2 separate regions of the Hordeum vulgare genome follow, and region 2 is linked to region 1. A link is a contact called in public Hi-C data. All regions are on one chromosome and are shown on one strand. The core of a region is the stretch at or near the end of the contact, and the rest is flanking DNA. Distances in the headings are between cores, read along the strand shown.

The links. Hi-C and Micro-C count contacts between places; a contact is called where the count stands out from the background.
Region 2: a contact with region 1 is called in a Hi-C map of seedling, with 4 times the contacts expected there. The contact joins the promoter of LOC123447722 here to the promoter of LOC123447678 in region 1. A contact is called at or near these places in 2 of 6 Hi-C or Micro-C datasets (leaf and seedling).

What each region holds. Positions count from the first base shown.
Region 1 is chr1H:482,054,942-482,062,123 of MorexV3_pseudomolecules_assembly, forward strand. It overlaps LOC123447678 (multisubstrate pseudouridine synthase 7), which reads right to left and starts at 5,517. Exons shown (of 20, transcript XM_045124309.1): 1 at 5,295-5,517; 2 at 5,014-5,214; 3 at 4,667-4,926; 4 at 4,187-4,259; 5 at 4,039-4,095; 6 at 3,546-3,625; 7 at 3,400-3,462; 8 at 1,869-1,956; 9 at 1,676-1,778; 10 at 1,483-1,586; 11 at 1,272-1,345; 12 at 924-988; 13 at 605-765; 14 at 454-521; 1 more. The coding sequence starts at 5,465. It overlaps LOC123447687 (NADH dehydrogenase [ubiquinone] flavoprotein 2, mitochondrial), which reads right to left. Exons shown (of 10, transcript XM_045124321.1): 9 at 6,861-6,926; 10 at 6,264-6,756. The coding sequence ends at 6,649.
Region 2 is chr1H:482,264,528-482,272,076 of MorexV3_pseudomolecules_assembly, forward strand. LOC123447722 (TNF receptor-associated factor homolog 1b-like) reads left to right here and starts at 3,777. Exons shown (of 13, transcript XM_045124372.1): 1 at 3,777-4,039; 2 at 4,940-5,157; 3 at 6,370-6,481; 4 at 7,498-7,549. The coding sequence starts at 4,980.

The sequences.
Region 1 (7,182 bases), core at 4,267-6,766:
ATGAATCTCGTCATGACAGAAGCCACTAAGAAATTGTGTGATTCATAACACATTTGCTAATAAAACCAGTGATATTGCAGTATGACAGCTAATATCCACAAAAGGAAAAAGGGTAAATCAAACACATTTAATCAGCATAGTCCAAAGGCCACAGCATTGCAATATCTGATTAAATGAAATAGGAACTGGGAATGCTTGTAAAAGAAATTCAACAATGCACAAGTTTTGATCATACCAAACAAGAATCTCTAAATAAACATGAAATAGAAATACACACTGCAATATAGTATTTACCTTTTTAGCCATTTCATGGTAAATCTGAGCAACTTCATTCCCAGGGAACAATGCTTGTGAACTGTGTAATAGCAATAACAAGCTGAATCTTTTTGTTTTCTTGCCAAGTAGAATCATGACAGAAAAAATGAATATATGAACATGGGAATTGCTCATTACCCAGGCAAAGGAAGGACGACATCTTCAAACGAGTAGATGCCCTTCGTTAAATCTTCAGAATCAACGAGCTACAGGAGAAAAAGAAAGGTGCAGGAATAGGCATATGAGGTGGAACATTTTCTGTGTATGAGCATGTAGGTTTGCAGCAAACCTTCACAGACTGGATATTTTCTTCTGGAAGTGCTTCAAGGCAAATATCAATTTCAGACGCATTTGTAAGGCTATCAACTTCTGAAGTACCCACTGAAGTTGCTTCTCCAGGATGGCTTTCCTTGGTATAAACTAGATCACCCTCTATAACCTGTGAAATGCCTGTCAAATCACCAGTTACAAGGGGAGCACGTGAAGTCCTCCATAAAAACCTCACAAGATAACCCACCTCAGAAAATAGTAACGGTTAGCCCAAAACATCGAACTGTACAATGATTCAATTGAAACTAAGCAACTGTACAAGGATGAAGTAGACTGACCATACTTTTCAACTCTCATGCTGGCAGCATGATTCCAAAGGTAACTTTGGTAAGCATGGACATACCTACAGAAAGCAATCGATAATAAGTAAAAGGACAGAAACAAAACATGAGAATTATTCAACAAAACATAGAAAAGTGAACAGCAGAAATATTTCGACTTAGCAAGTGATATGTAACTGGAGTAGCAAAAGCTGCCAAGCAAATGCACAATACTGTTGACTAACACGTAAAGATATGTGCCATATATCATATTCTTTGAGATGAAAACCACCAATGTCGTTTAATTTGCAGGTATAAGCCATATCAAGAAAAACAATCAGTATAAGATAAAGATATATGGCATACATCATTCTTAACGGTCTTGGTATACCCTTCAATGCTTGTAGATAGTTCCCAGGGCATTTCCTCAAACATTGAAGCTGGAAATAGCGCATGGATGGATATATTAGTTTAACTTCCACAAAAAGATGTGTGTTTACAGCATACATCACAAGAGGCACACTTATTCATCTAATACAAGGATATCACGATGTAAGTGATAAAGGACTACACTTACAATAGCCTTCTCAGCCACAAGATGGCGAGGGAAGTTCCTCAGAGCCATATCAATATCACCATGTTGCTTGTAATGTTCACGCACCTCCTTTATGTCATCACGCTGTTCGGAGTATCGAGTTATGTTGAACAAAAGTTGGCACAGCACAACATGCAAAACCTAATTAGATACAAACAACATAATTTAAGGATATCTCCTTCCCTTGGATCAAGAACCAAGTGTACAGCACTTTTCCATTCTCCTCTAAGCAAAGCAGCTCCAATAAGGTGGGTTGGTACTGAACCACTTCCAAAGCGCTAACCAGACAAAATAGATAAACTCAATAAGTTTCAGAAATAACATCAAAGTAAATTCTGGAGCACAAGCAGAAGTTCCCAGGTTTGTACCTGCAAACCATAGTAGTTGATAAAACCGTTCTTTCCTAAACCATCCACAGCAGCCTTTATCATGTCTTCCGATTCTGCAACAACACCTCTAAAGAAATGCAGGTAAACATGAGTTATCCAATTTTCTCAGTTTTGTTAAAGCAAAATATACAAGGTTCCATGCATGTGGGCTGAAGTAATATACTACTCCCTCCATTCCATAATGTAGTGCTTATAGATTTTTCCTAAAAGTCAAACATTACAAACTTTGACCATATTAATAGAGAAAAATAGGTACATTTGGAATACCAAATGCACATCACTGGATACATCATGAGCTGTATTTTCATAATGTACATGTTTGGTATTGTAAATGTAGACAGTTTTCTTCACAAAGTTGGTAAAGTTTGACTTCCAGAAAAATCTATATGCACTACATTGTGGAATGGAGGGACTACACCACAAAGGGCGGAACTATAAAATAACTGATAGTGGTGCGGTAGTGTGTACTGTCTATGCAAATCAAATCAGGCCTACAATAGCTTTACACCTTGTTTGGATGTAGGAAAAACTGCTTGGAATTGTCAGGCCAGATTCTGTTGTTTGGGGTGGTATAGAATTTGGGCTAGGAAAAGTTGGCCCAATTCCGGGCGAGCCAGCCGCGCATTTACCCCGCTCGCGAAACTTTCCAAGCGCAGGAGCCTGGAAAGGCTCGGAAACCTGTTCGCTCCCCCTTCCCCCTCACGCAAGTGGTACCTGTTCGCTCGCTCAAAGCAGGGGATCGAGATCCCTCTGCCTTGCGAGCTCGTAACCGGGGGCGGCGGCGGCACTGGTAAGATCTCAGGCCGTCCTCTCCCTCCCATCCGTCCCCTCTCCCTCTCCCACCCGTCCCCACCCCTCCTCTCGAGCCCATCAAACCCTAGATTGGGTAGGGGAATGGCACAGGGGAACAGCAGCGGTACTGGAATGCCGGCGGGAGGGGAAGGACGGTGGTAGGAGAATGAGGGTGGTATGGGAACCACGGTGCTAGGGTATTTTTGTGGTGTCCGTGCAGGAATTCATGTGCAACTCGGTTTTTAGCTCAAATTTGTGTGTTCCTAAAGTATGATTTGTTTGAACTATGCAGGTTTCTAGGCGAATTTAGGAGCTCGAATTTCCGTCGGAACATTTTAATGTTACCATGTGTGCAAAGTAATATATAAATATTCAAGTATACACATAATACTATTTTTCATACATGTATAGAAGTTTATATTGTGCAAACTCAAAAAAAAAAATCAATTCCATGGTTTGTACATCCAAACAACAATTGGAATTGGGTTCTACCCTGTCATTCCAACAGTAAATTCCACGCACAACCAAACAGTAGAATCCGAATTAGAGTCCATTTCCTTTCCATCTTGGATTTGGAATTATCAGTCCAATTCAATTCCAAGCAGTTTTTCCAACATCCAAACACCGCGTTAAATTTCGTGCTACACTTCCGGAAGAGCATTGAAGCAGGAGCGCTTCTATATACTAAATTACAAGGTAAAAAGACAAGATATGATACCTCAGGGTAATTGTAAACCGATTTCCCATGAGTTGACCAAGACCAAGTCCCTCCTTTACATAACTAGAGAGGATAAGTTAGTTGCTAAAGTATCACTTAGGACAGCTATAATCCAGTGATCCTCAAAAGATTAATTGACCACCTACCAGAAGTTTCCAACTTTGATGCCATATAGTCGCTTATTAAGTGCAGCTATTTTATTTGCTGGCACCTTGAAAACGGTAACCTGGTAGGAAAAGAATTAGATTAGTAGCCAAGGCAATTACATGCAAAGGGTCATAACCATGAAACAGGAATTATAACCAAATCTATCAAATAGCCAGAAAATCATGAAACAGACTACATAACCTAGTTGATCAATGATACTAATAATATTATCTAGAACGAGTACATATTAAATTTTACACACAATATTCTAGAACAGAGCACCTATCCTTTACTTAACTGGTTGTAACGCCATAATAGCATACTGCATACATAACTACACATACAGTTTGCTTATAGCTATAGATAAAATCACCTAAAGAATTTTTCTTCCACACCCATGTATGAAATTTTAGCCATTTTTATCCCAAAACGCAAATCCATGATTGCATGAATTAAATTTGGAGAGATGGTTTACATAGGTGTAATAAACACCTGTTGCGTCGTAACAGCACGTTTATCCTTTGTTCCAGAAAACCCAAACGAGCGTGACTGCAAAAAGCATAACCAAGCCATTACTCGGTTGGCAAAGAACGGTTAATGAATGATGCCATCAATGAGAGAAATAGCAGCCAAGATGTACCTGGAGTCCTAACATTTTTCCTATCACTCCCAATGCATCTTGGGTGTCCTTGTTTTCTTTGCAAAGGTGAAACCTGATCAGTGTCACAGAATGGTAGCTCCAGTTACAGAACTAGTTAGCAGCAAAGCTAGACACACGCAAACATTATATTTATATTTTTTTTGGACGAAAGGGGTTTCCCCCCTGCCCCATTTTATTCAAAATGAAGCAAACAGAGTCTTATAACATCAAACCAGCTAGGACGAAATCAACCAAAAGACTACCTCAAACATACTTAGGCAAACCCAGGGAGTGCAGCTTAGCAAACAGCGCATCATTATATTTATATTCCTTATTACTACACAAATATAGAGGAGTTGTTATAGCTAAATTACTCGTGTTACCAAATTTAAACAAGTAAGCCTGTCAACTATGTCAAACATGTGGAATGAATGTGTTATAGAGGACAACAGATGATCAATTCAAACAGGATTTCATCACCTCAGGAACTTGCCAGCATGAGCTGGCCAACTAGACGACCCTCTACTGTCAAATGGCCTGTCGTCTCCCCAGTCAGAGCCATTCATGTTCTTCCTCTTCCTTCCTCTGTCACCACCACCCCTCCCACCACCGCCACGGCCCCGCCCTCCTCCAGCTTCAGATCCAACGCGCACCCTGATGTATTTCTGAACCCCATCGCTGTGTTCAACTGTGTCTGTGACCAAGAACTTGAAGTTCTTCTTGAAAAAATTGTGCACCTCCTACAAGCAAATAAACGCTCCAAATCAGACAGTTTCCCCCAATTAAGCCAACCCACAAAACATTCAGCGCCTGGGAACCAAACCCACCGATCGATGAGCCTTGTCGGCATCAGGCGAGAGCATAACCGGCGAGAATTCACCCTCGCCGCCGGCCGCGACCTTCTCCAGAAGCCCCCTAAGCGCGCGGCAGTCCGCCTCGCCGCAGAGCCCGCTGAACGACTCGAGGGCCTTGGAGTGGTCGGCGTCGGCCGCCGGCGCCGCCTTCTCCTCCTCCTTGGCATCCACGCACTGCAATGCACGGGCCGTACGTGAAACCGGGGCCGGGCGCGCGGAATCGCTGAGCAGACGTCGCGGGGGGGCGCAAATACCTGGTCGGGGAGATCGAGGGAGGTGAGGCGGACGACGGAGCCGTCGCGGGCGACCTCGTGGACGATGAAGTCGGAGTAGCGGTGCTTGAGGACGCCGCGGAAGCCCGGGAGGGAGGAGGTGAAGCAGGCGATGCCGACCTCGGCCTCGGTGACGGAGCTCGAGCGCGCCATGGGAGCGGGTGGCCTGATTTGGGGGCTAGGGTTTTGGGAGGGAAATGGACGAGAGGGTTTAGCCGCTGTATCTGTATCTCTGCTAGGTGGGGCCGCGTCAGCTACTGGAGAGTGGCGACCTTCTCTGCCGTTGGATCATTGTGGATGGTCTAGATCAATTGAACGACAGCCAAGCAAAGCTACCCTCCGTGTCTTCCCCCCTCTCGTCTATCCTCTCTCCCCCCCCCCCTCCCCCCAACTCCCCGTCGATGCCGATATTACCATTGCAGAAGATGCAAAGTAATGTGGCCCATTTTGCAATATTTTGGGAGGCCGCAAATGCCGATTTAATATCGCTCAAGAGACTACAATGTGATCAACATTAGATGTGACTATTTGTCCATTAATCAATATTACCATGAAAACCCAATTGGAGGTCCGACATGTACTTTTAATAGAAGAAGGCTCAAGGGATCACTAGGGCGAAGTGTTACCACGGATCATAACTTGTTGTGAGTGCACATGGATCCGATCATGCGGTAGAGGGGGAAGCGGTGCGAAATGTTAGGTCAGAACGATCAAACAATGTCCACCAGCTATGAGTGCACTGAGGTGTGTATGGGCACTGGGTAGGTTGGGAAGATGTGAGAAAGAGCAGGGACCCTGCGACACGGACCGCATTGAACAGTACACACCACACAAATCGATGTTCACACTCGTATAGAAGAGAAAACATAATACCTATGATCAAATAGAAATAGAAAAATTAGTAGTATATCAAAATGTACCAGGTCCATAAGGAGTTAACGACACCATTAATGCATGAACGACAGGAATATAACACTGCAGGAGTAGCATAACAGCAATCAATTCTCCCAGGGTGTGTCCAGGGCCCCAGATTCTTATGCCGGATACAAAGCTTTCTTTCGCGACTGCAGCTCCAGAATATATAGCACTATCTTTATCAGTGGGCAGTCTAGCTGATGATGGAGCAAACCAAGGGGAAAAAAGAGATGGTGACAGGTAGATGTGTCCAATTGTCAGACAAAAGAAAGCTTCGACAACAACAGAGATCAAATCGCCTGTCCATTGTTGGACACAAGAAAGCTTTGAGAATAACAGAGATCAAATCGCCTATCGGTTGTTCGCGACATACAATGCGAGCCAACTTATTTGTGTGCTTGCTTGCAACTCAAAAGCAAACCTAGCAGGCATCCAGATCCCTGCATGGGGGAGGTTTTGGCTCTCCTAGCAAGGTGGTCATCCCTCCAGCAGGGCCGCAGTTTTTCCGCTCTGGGTTCTGGGTGCCACGCTGCAAATGTTTATCGGATCATCAGTGCAGGCATTACAACTGGACCAAGTAAAATCTGATGCCAGACATGGTAAGAGAATCCTATTAAGTTGGCTGAAGCTTACAGGGGGTGTTTCTCCTCTTCTCAGCATTTCAACGAGTTCAACAACTCGCTTTGGAGTGAGGTCTTCCTGTGAAGGGTAAGTAGAAGAAAAAAAAACTCAGGTTACATAAGATGGAAAAGTTTGCTTCAAGGCCTGTTGTATTAGCAAAAGGCATGCAAGTTTTAACAAGCCATCCTGGTAGGCTAGCAACTTTGCGTCTCTAGTGATGCAGTAGTTCTATCGAATGAAAATTCAGTTTAAAAGATAACCATGACAAGATTTAACCTCTCTAATGCCCCCAAAGAAGACGGTACAATATTAGAGCCAACAAGCACAAGTTTAG
Region 2 (7,549 bases), core at 2,527-5,026, 210 kb after region 1:
GTCAGGATAGCAAAGGAACAACATGATGCGCAGATGAAAAGGAAGGAACCCGAGCCCCGCCCGGAATACACCGAGAAGCACATAGCATGGGCAAAAGACTTCGTAACCACTCCATCACAGTATGACTTACACTATAAGCCTCATGACTATACACGCACATTGCAGAAGGAAGTGAAAAAGAGCAGCTCACGTGCAAGTGCAAGTGGGAGCAAATCAAGTTCAACTACAAGCAAGAAAAAATCAGACGTTCCTCAGCTTGGACAACAAGCCAAACAGTCGATCCCACCCCTCAAGATGTTAACCGAGAATGTTCCCCCTCCGGTGCAGGGGCAAGCTTTTGAAAGAGCAAAGGAGTTGGCGGATGAATGTGGTATCTCGGTTGAAGATTTGCTGGCTTCCCAAGACGACAGGATACCCAAGGCTGTGGTAGCCCCTAAGCCACAGTTTGTCATGGGAGAGCCTTTGGTCAGCAAAGATGATCTCCCAACAAATATGCGTTACTTGCATAAATGGTACTTAAGTGAATCAAAGAATGAGAGAACGATGATCGTGCTGAGTGTCCCACGGGAGTACTACGGCCGCTCCGAAGAAATCCATATCGACTTTGATGAACTCTTCCAGATGTACAATGGCGACGCCCTCGACAAATCGCTTATGAGTTGCTATTGTCTGTAAGTTTTTTAATTCGTTGTCTACATATAACTTGTTTAGTTATTTCAATTCATTGTTTATATATAAACTTGTACTCTATTATGCAGAATGAAGATTCTGGAGTGTAAAAGTAAGAGAATCCTAAATATTGGGTTTATTGATCCAGATAAAATACATATAGCGACGCTAACTGACAAACCCAAGGAGACGGAGGAAAACCTTCTAAGGTTTCTAACAGATCAAAATTTCTGTGACCACATACTGTTTCCATACAACTTCAGGTGAGGGTCTTTACTCTGTTGTGTCCATTCACTTATAAGTGTAATTGATAAGTTACTGACACACACACACACATATATATATACATGTGCAGCTTCCATTGAATTCTGTTGGACATTCAAATTGATAAGGGAAGAGTTGATGCTTTCGACCCATTATCGAGACCCTTGGAACAGTTTCAAAGCCTGCAGGACATGCTCCAAGGGTAATTTTAATCATTCTTGCGCTCTATCGGTCTCTTTCGATGATTTTCTGATATATCAATTAATGAAAAATTTAGCAAATCATTATCCTTGTCGGGCAGGGTTTGGAAGCGGTTCAAGTGCGTGACTACCGGTAACTTTCCTGAGAAGCTGACCTTTAGAGCGGCTCAGGTAAGTAGTAGTATGATATACTTCTATTAATTTTCAATACATTTATGACGCTAGATTATTATTTTGATTATATATATTCTATTCTCGTAAAGTGCGACCAACAGCCACGGGGAACGCATCTATGCGGATACTATGTTTGCGAGACCATTCGCACGTTTACCTCTGAGTTCAAGGATCACAGATTCGACGTAAGCAATGAACATTCACACCTCTATTTTTATCCGTCATTCTTTGTTATCATGCTTGATATTCATATTCATCTCCTCTTCTTATATAGCACACGACCATGAGGACGAAGGTCCTACCACAACAACGCGCGATTGCTGTTGCAGAGGAACTTGCGGGATTTCCGAGGACGGAAGCTATAGAAGACAAAGGACGATTTAGTGTAGCTAAGGGCCATTACTGATGTTCGTCCATGTAATCGAATAGACGGGCTCTAGTCCCGATAATTCAGATCTCCATATAATTGTATATATATGATCGCTTGTAAGATAAGTTAATCTTATATATATATATATATGCATAATTATTTCTATTTAAATTATATGAAAACTAATTCCCGAACACCAAACGAGGCATCACGTTAATCTCCCGAACACCTAAACCCTAAAACCCTAAAACCCAAAAATAATTTCATACAAAAAAAACCCCAAAAACCAGCAAAATCTGAAAATCTTTAGTCCCGGTCCGTGTAACGAACCGGGACTAAAGGGCCTGCCCCTGGGGCGCTACGAGGCGCCCACGTGAAGCACCTTTAGTCCCGACGTGTAACAGGGCCGGGACAAAAAAGTTAGGCCTTTAGTCCCGCCCCTTTAGTCCCGGTTGGTGAACCGGGACTAAAGCCCCTTACGGGTCGGGGCTATAGGCCCTGTCCCCACTAGTGGTTGGAACCAGAGCGCATGACATTGGAGAAAGCTATGTCTGTGCATGTAATGTTGGTTCTTTTGTGGGGCTGCCTGAAAATAAGCGCACAAAGATCACCATTCCCTGGTGTCATTGATGGAACAATCGTAATAAACTAATCCCTCCGTTCCTAAATATAAGTCTTTTAAGCAATTTTACTAGATGTCTACATACGGAGCAAAATGATTGAATGTACATTCTAAAGTATGTCTATATACATCCGTATGTAGTTCACTAATGAATCTCTACAAAGACTTATATTTAGGAAGGGAGGGAGTAATAGAGTAGAAGGTGAGCTGCCAGTCTCGGCGCCGAGGTGGTCAGACGAGTGTGCTGTGAAGCGATGGAGTATGCCGTCGCTTTTCAACCAGCGACCAATACCAAGTGCATGCAAAAGTGTCAACCTCCATTTGATGCTATGATTAAAGTAAACGCAGATGGGGCATTCTACGCGGGAGAAGCGTATGCTGGATGGGGGGCATAGCCAGAGACATAGAAGGAAACATCATCGCTGCTCGAGCCGGACGCCAGAACAATGTCCACGACACATTCACGGCCGAAGTGCATGCAATGGCACAAGCTATATCCCTCGTTGTTGATTTGGACATGCTAAGAGTGATTTTTAAGACCGACTACCAACTTCTGGTCGATGACTTGGACTTACAGAAAGTCGACTCCTCGCCCTACACGACTATTATTGAGGATTTGAAGTTTCAGCTTAAGATGTGGTTCTCCAAACATGTGATTTCAACATGTGGGCGTAGCGCAAACTTTGCAGCTGTTCATGAACTAGCATCTATTGGTGATATATGTATGAACCAAATCACTATGTATAATGGGAGTCCGATGTACCAGCCCGTGTGACTGCTTGTGCTCAAGGCGATTTGCGTAAGTACCGTTAAGTTTTAATAAAGCTACGCTTTACCAAAAAAAACACCTGCAAGAAAAATAACCGAACCCTCTTTTTACACGTTGCCGCCGAGTCGCCAAATCAGTCAATTATAATCTCCGCGAAAAAAAGCACCTGAAATGTTGTAAACAAGGAGATAAACTTTTCCCCAAACAGTTTTTTTCTTGCAAAAAATGCTCATTGTCGGTCTTCATGATGCAAAAAAAAAAGGGCCTACAGACAGAGACTCAGCTGCCCGCAAAAAGAAAACGTATGGTTGCGTTCGGTTCCACCTTGTATTAAGGGTTTGTGGCCTCTCGACTGTAACACTATGCCATCTTAATAAACTCCCTTTATTCCAAAAAAAAAAAAAACATAGGCTTGCTCAACGCTCAACAAGCCATGGCTCCCGATCTGGGGGCGTGTGCAGCGGCTGCCCTCACCAGGCCGCCGACCGACCACGCACGCGGAGCAGCGCAGGTCCACAAAGCGAGCACGGAGATCACCTCCCCAACTCCGAACCGTCCCGTCGGTCACAACCAAGCCCCCTCTCCCTCTCCATCTCTCTCCCCCTTTTCGGTCGGTTTTACTTCCGTCGCACCGCATCGCAGGTGAAGTGAGCGAGGAGGAGTGGACGAAAGAAAGCGGGTCCAGACTCACAGACCGTGCCGAGGGCCATCACACGCCTCATCACCCGTCGCCCTCTCCCCCCCACCCTCGATTTTTTCCCTTTTCCCTTCCCTTCCCTTCCTCCCCTCTCCCCCGTCCCCGTCTCGTCTCTTCGCTGTTACAAATCGCAATTCCCCAATCCAAACATATTCCCCTCCCTCCCGCAGCCTCGCCTCGCCTCGCCTCGTCGCCGCCGCGCCGCAGCCCAGCCAGCTCACTCCCCGCTCCCCCGCCGCAGGACCGCTCCTGCCCCGGGCGGCGGCTGCGGCAGGTACGAAGCCTCTCGCCCCGTCCCGCTTAGATCAGGGCCCGCGCACGTCCGCCCGCCCGCCCGCCCCCCGCGGCGCGGGGCGGTGCCGCGCCTCGTAGTCGCCGGGTGGGGGGCTAGGGTTCGGCCGGTTGCGTGTCGGGCGCGCCCCCCCTCGGCTGATCCGACTGCGAGCTGCTCGTTTGCCCCCCGCGGGAGGCGCCTTCAGCTCGGGCGGTCGCGTCTCTCGAAATGGGCGTCGGGTAGATCCCCTTGTCCCGTTGAGCGGGGCAGAGCAGCGTCGGGGAATAGAGGGAGCTAGAGCGCGGAGTTCACGGATGGAAGGCTGTTTCCAGCCAAGTAGAGGTCGTCAGATTGTCGAATTCGACCAGTATTGGAAGGGCTCCCTACTCACTGGACTGCTATTGGCTTGTTTCCGCGGGTTTCGAGCCGGGCTCATAACGGTTTTGTCGGGAGTTATTGGAGTTGATACCGCCGCCGGTGGGTTCTGCGCCGGTCTGATAACGGTTTTGTCGGGAGTTAGTAGAGTTGATACCGCCCTCTGTGGGTTCTGCGCGGTTTTGTCGGGAGTTAGTAGAGTTGATACCGCCGTCTGTGGGTTCTGCGCGGTTTTGTCGGGAGTTAGTAGAGTTGATACCGCCCTCTGTGGGTTCTGCGCGGTTTTGTCGGGAGTTAGTAGAGTTGATACCGCCGTCTGTGGGTTCTGCGCGGTTTTGTCGGGAGTTAGTAGAGTTGATACCGCCGTCTGTGGGTTCTGCGCCGGTCTGATAATGGTTTTGTCGGGAGTTAGTAGACTTGATACCGCAGCGGGGTCTCGTCCGATGAGAGTATTGGTTTTGTTACCATTTTGGTGTGCTGGATTCAGCTCAGAATTGTTAATTCCATTGTCGTTTGTGCGTGCAGCCGTGGATAAGGTTGTCCGAAGTAGCTGAGGGGTTTGCTGATGGCCGGTGCCTCAGCAACCGATGATTCTTCCGCGAGCACGGCTGGGATGAGGGACGACGATCGCAGCCTGTCCGGCGAGTCCTTGTCGGAGTGGCGGTCCTGCGACCAGGGCGAGAGCGGAAGCCCTTCGACATCCCCGCCATTTTGGGACACTGATTGCGACGACGATGATCCTGGTGCGTGAATGCACTTACATATATGGTTGCATGGTTTGGTTAGCATGTTATTTTGCTGTGAAATGCTGTGGAGATTATTTTGGTATGGACTGTTGTGATTCCTTTTGAACTTGACATCATTGGCATGTTAGAATAATCCAACACCAACTGCTCAGCTGATACACTATACCTCCTACGTGCACCAAATTAACTTGTTTGGTTGTAAGGGTGGAGCTTGTGGCCCATTGATCAGTACCTATTGGTTCATTTTGCAGTGCCATGGTATCCAAGGTTGCTTCGCGCTAGTTGCTGGGACTTAACTGCCATAATAACTATGATTAGAAATGCTGGTTGACCACTCAAACGTCGGATGTGCATGATGATAGATAGTGTTTGGCATTGGCTCTCACATTTAATAAGTCTTGTTGTGTCTGATTCTCAATGCAGAAAATATAAATACAGGGAGGTTTAATTTATCTTATTATCCATCTTTAATGAAGAAGGCAGAAACCGTGCTATGGTTCAACCAGAATGTCAGTTGATTCAAGACATTTATCATTTATGATTACACTCAGACTGCATGCATATTAGAGCGTATATGCAGATTAAGCTCTTTTCCCAGTATTCCCTAGTAAATAAAATAAAACGTAACAATGCCTTTATTTGTTTGTTGAGGTTATCCATATGCACCTAATCAATTGCACTCTAAAATACCATGCAATAAATACTGAGTGAAATATTGTGTATTAATTTAATGATTTGTGATGCTCATTGTTTGTCACTCCGCACTGTCTTTAACTGGCCATTCTTAATTAGCTTCTAAAAGTTGAAACTGGGAATCACTTTCTGTCTCTTTCTACAATGAAATAATTTATTTACCTCGTCGGAGTCGGACCCTTCCCCGGACCCTGCGCAAGCAGGAGCTACGTGCACCGGGCTGCCCTCTTTTCTGCCACTTTTCAATGTCATTAGTTCTCTCATTGATGCAATCTTTCCTATTTTGAAAATTAAAATAATCTTTTAAATAGTTAAATTTGCGTGCTGATACTTGCCCAGATTAATTTTTTGTGTGTCAACATTTGCTTTCACTGTATGGATACATCTTTTTTCCTTACCATGATGCAAGTCTTATCATGCTACTGATTGGAATTTCCTAAAGGATATGTTCCTCTGAGATTTGGAAGCTGTATTTTTTTGTGTGTTTTATCTCATTTCTCTCAACTACGATAGCAGGCCCCAAACCTTCAGAATTATACGGTCGGCACACTTGGAGGATCGAGAATTTTTCCAAGGAGAAGAAGAGAGAGATGAAAAGTGAGCCATTTGAGGCTGGTGGTTATAAATGGTAAAGTGCCTTTTGACAACATTGTTCGACAACTCGACCAATGATCTTGGTAAATGAACTATTTTCAAACGTGACTTGCGAACTGAGAGGGGGGGGGGATCTGCCGTGTGTTCTACATGTTGTTGTTGAGTTATAGCTTTGACTCTGTTCGATAGCTCAGCCTGCATGGACGCCAGTGTTTCATGGTTTACCTTGTGCATTTTCTTTTTGCCTTGTGTGGTAACATATACTTCCTCCATTCCTAAATATATGTCTTTTTAGAGATTCACTACGGGACTACATACGGAGCAAAATGAATGAATCTACACTCTAATGTATGTCTATATACATCCGTATGTAGTTTCCTAGTGCAAACTCTAAAAAAACTTATATTTAGGAACGGAGGGAGTAACTCAAGAACTCGCTTCCTGCATGGCAGTAATGATGCTGCTTCGCTGTAGTTTGCCATTTGTTTGATTTTTCTCATGTTGATATTTATAGAACATAATTTGGCCGCAATTTTGTCTAGCTATGTTTTCTTTCTGTCATTCTGTGTGCCCCAGTCTTTTCTGATTATAATGCCTACCTCTGCATGTTCTGCTTATGTATTGACCCAATGACCCTTTCCCAAGGAGTGTATGTTCTGAATAAAAAACATTGTTCCTTAAGATTGAGTTTGGAGAGCGCCACATAATCCCTTTCTCCTATGTGCAATGTTTTGACATGTTTGGTTTACAGTTTGTACCAGAGTATTTATTTCACGTGGGTGGGAGTAAGGATTGGAAGTAAATGGTCCTGATATGTCTGTTTTGATTATTCTGTTACTGTTGGCACAGTGCGTCTTCGTATACGATTCCATTTCTGTCTCTTTTTGGACACTAAAATTTCCATTTTTACCATCAGAAAGGTTTTTAGCTTTGCTGAGGGCTTAATGAACAAATCTGAAAGCTTCATGACTCATTTTTCTGGTGTATATTTGTTCTTCCCTGTATGCACAGATACTGATTCCCTTGTTGTTTCCAATTGTTATTTCACAGGTATATACTTGTATACCCGCAAGGATGTGATGTCTCCAATCACTTGTCATTG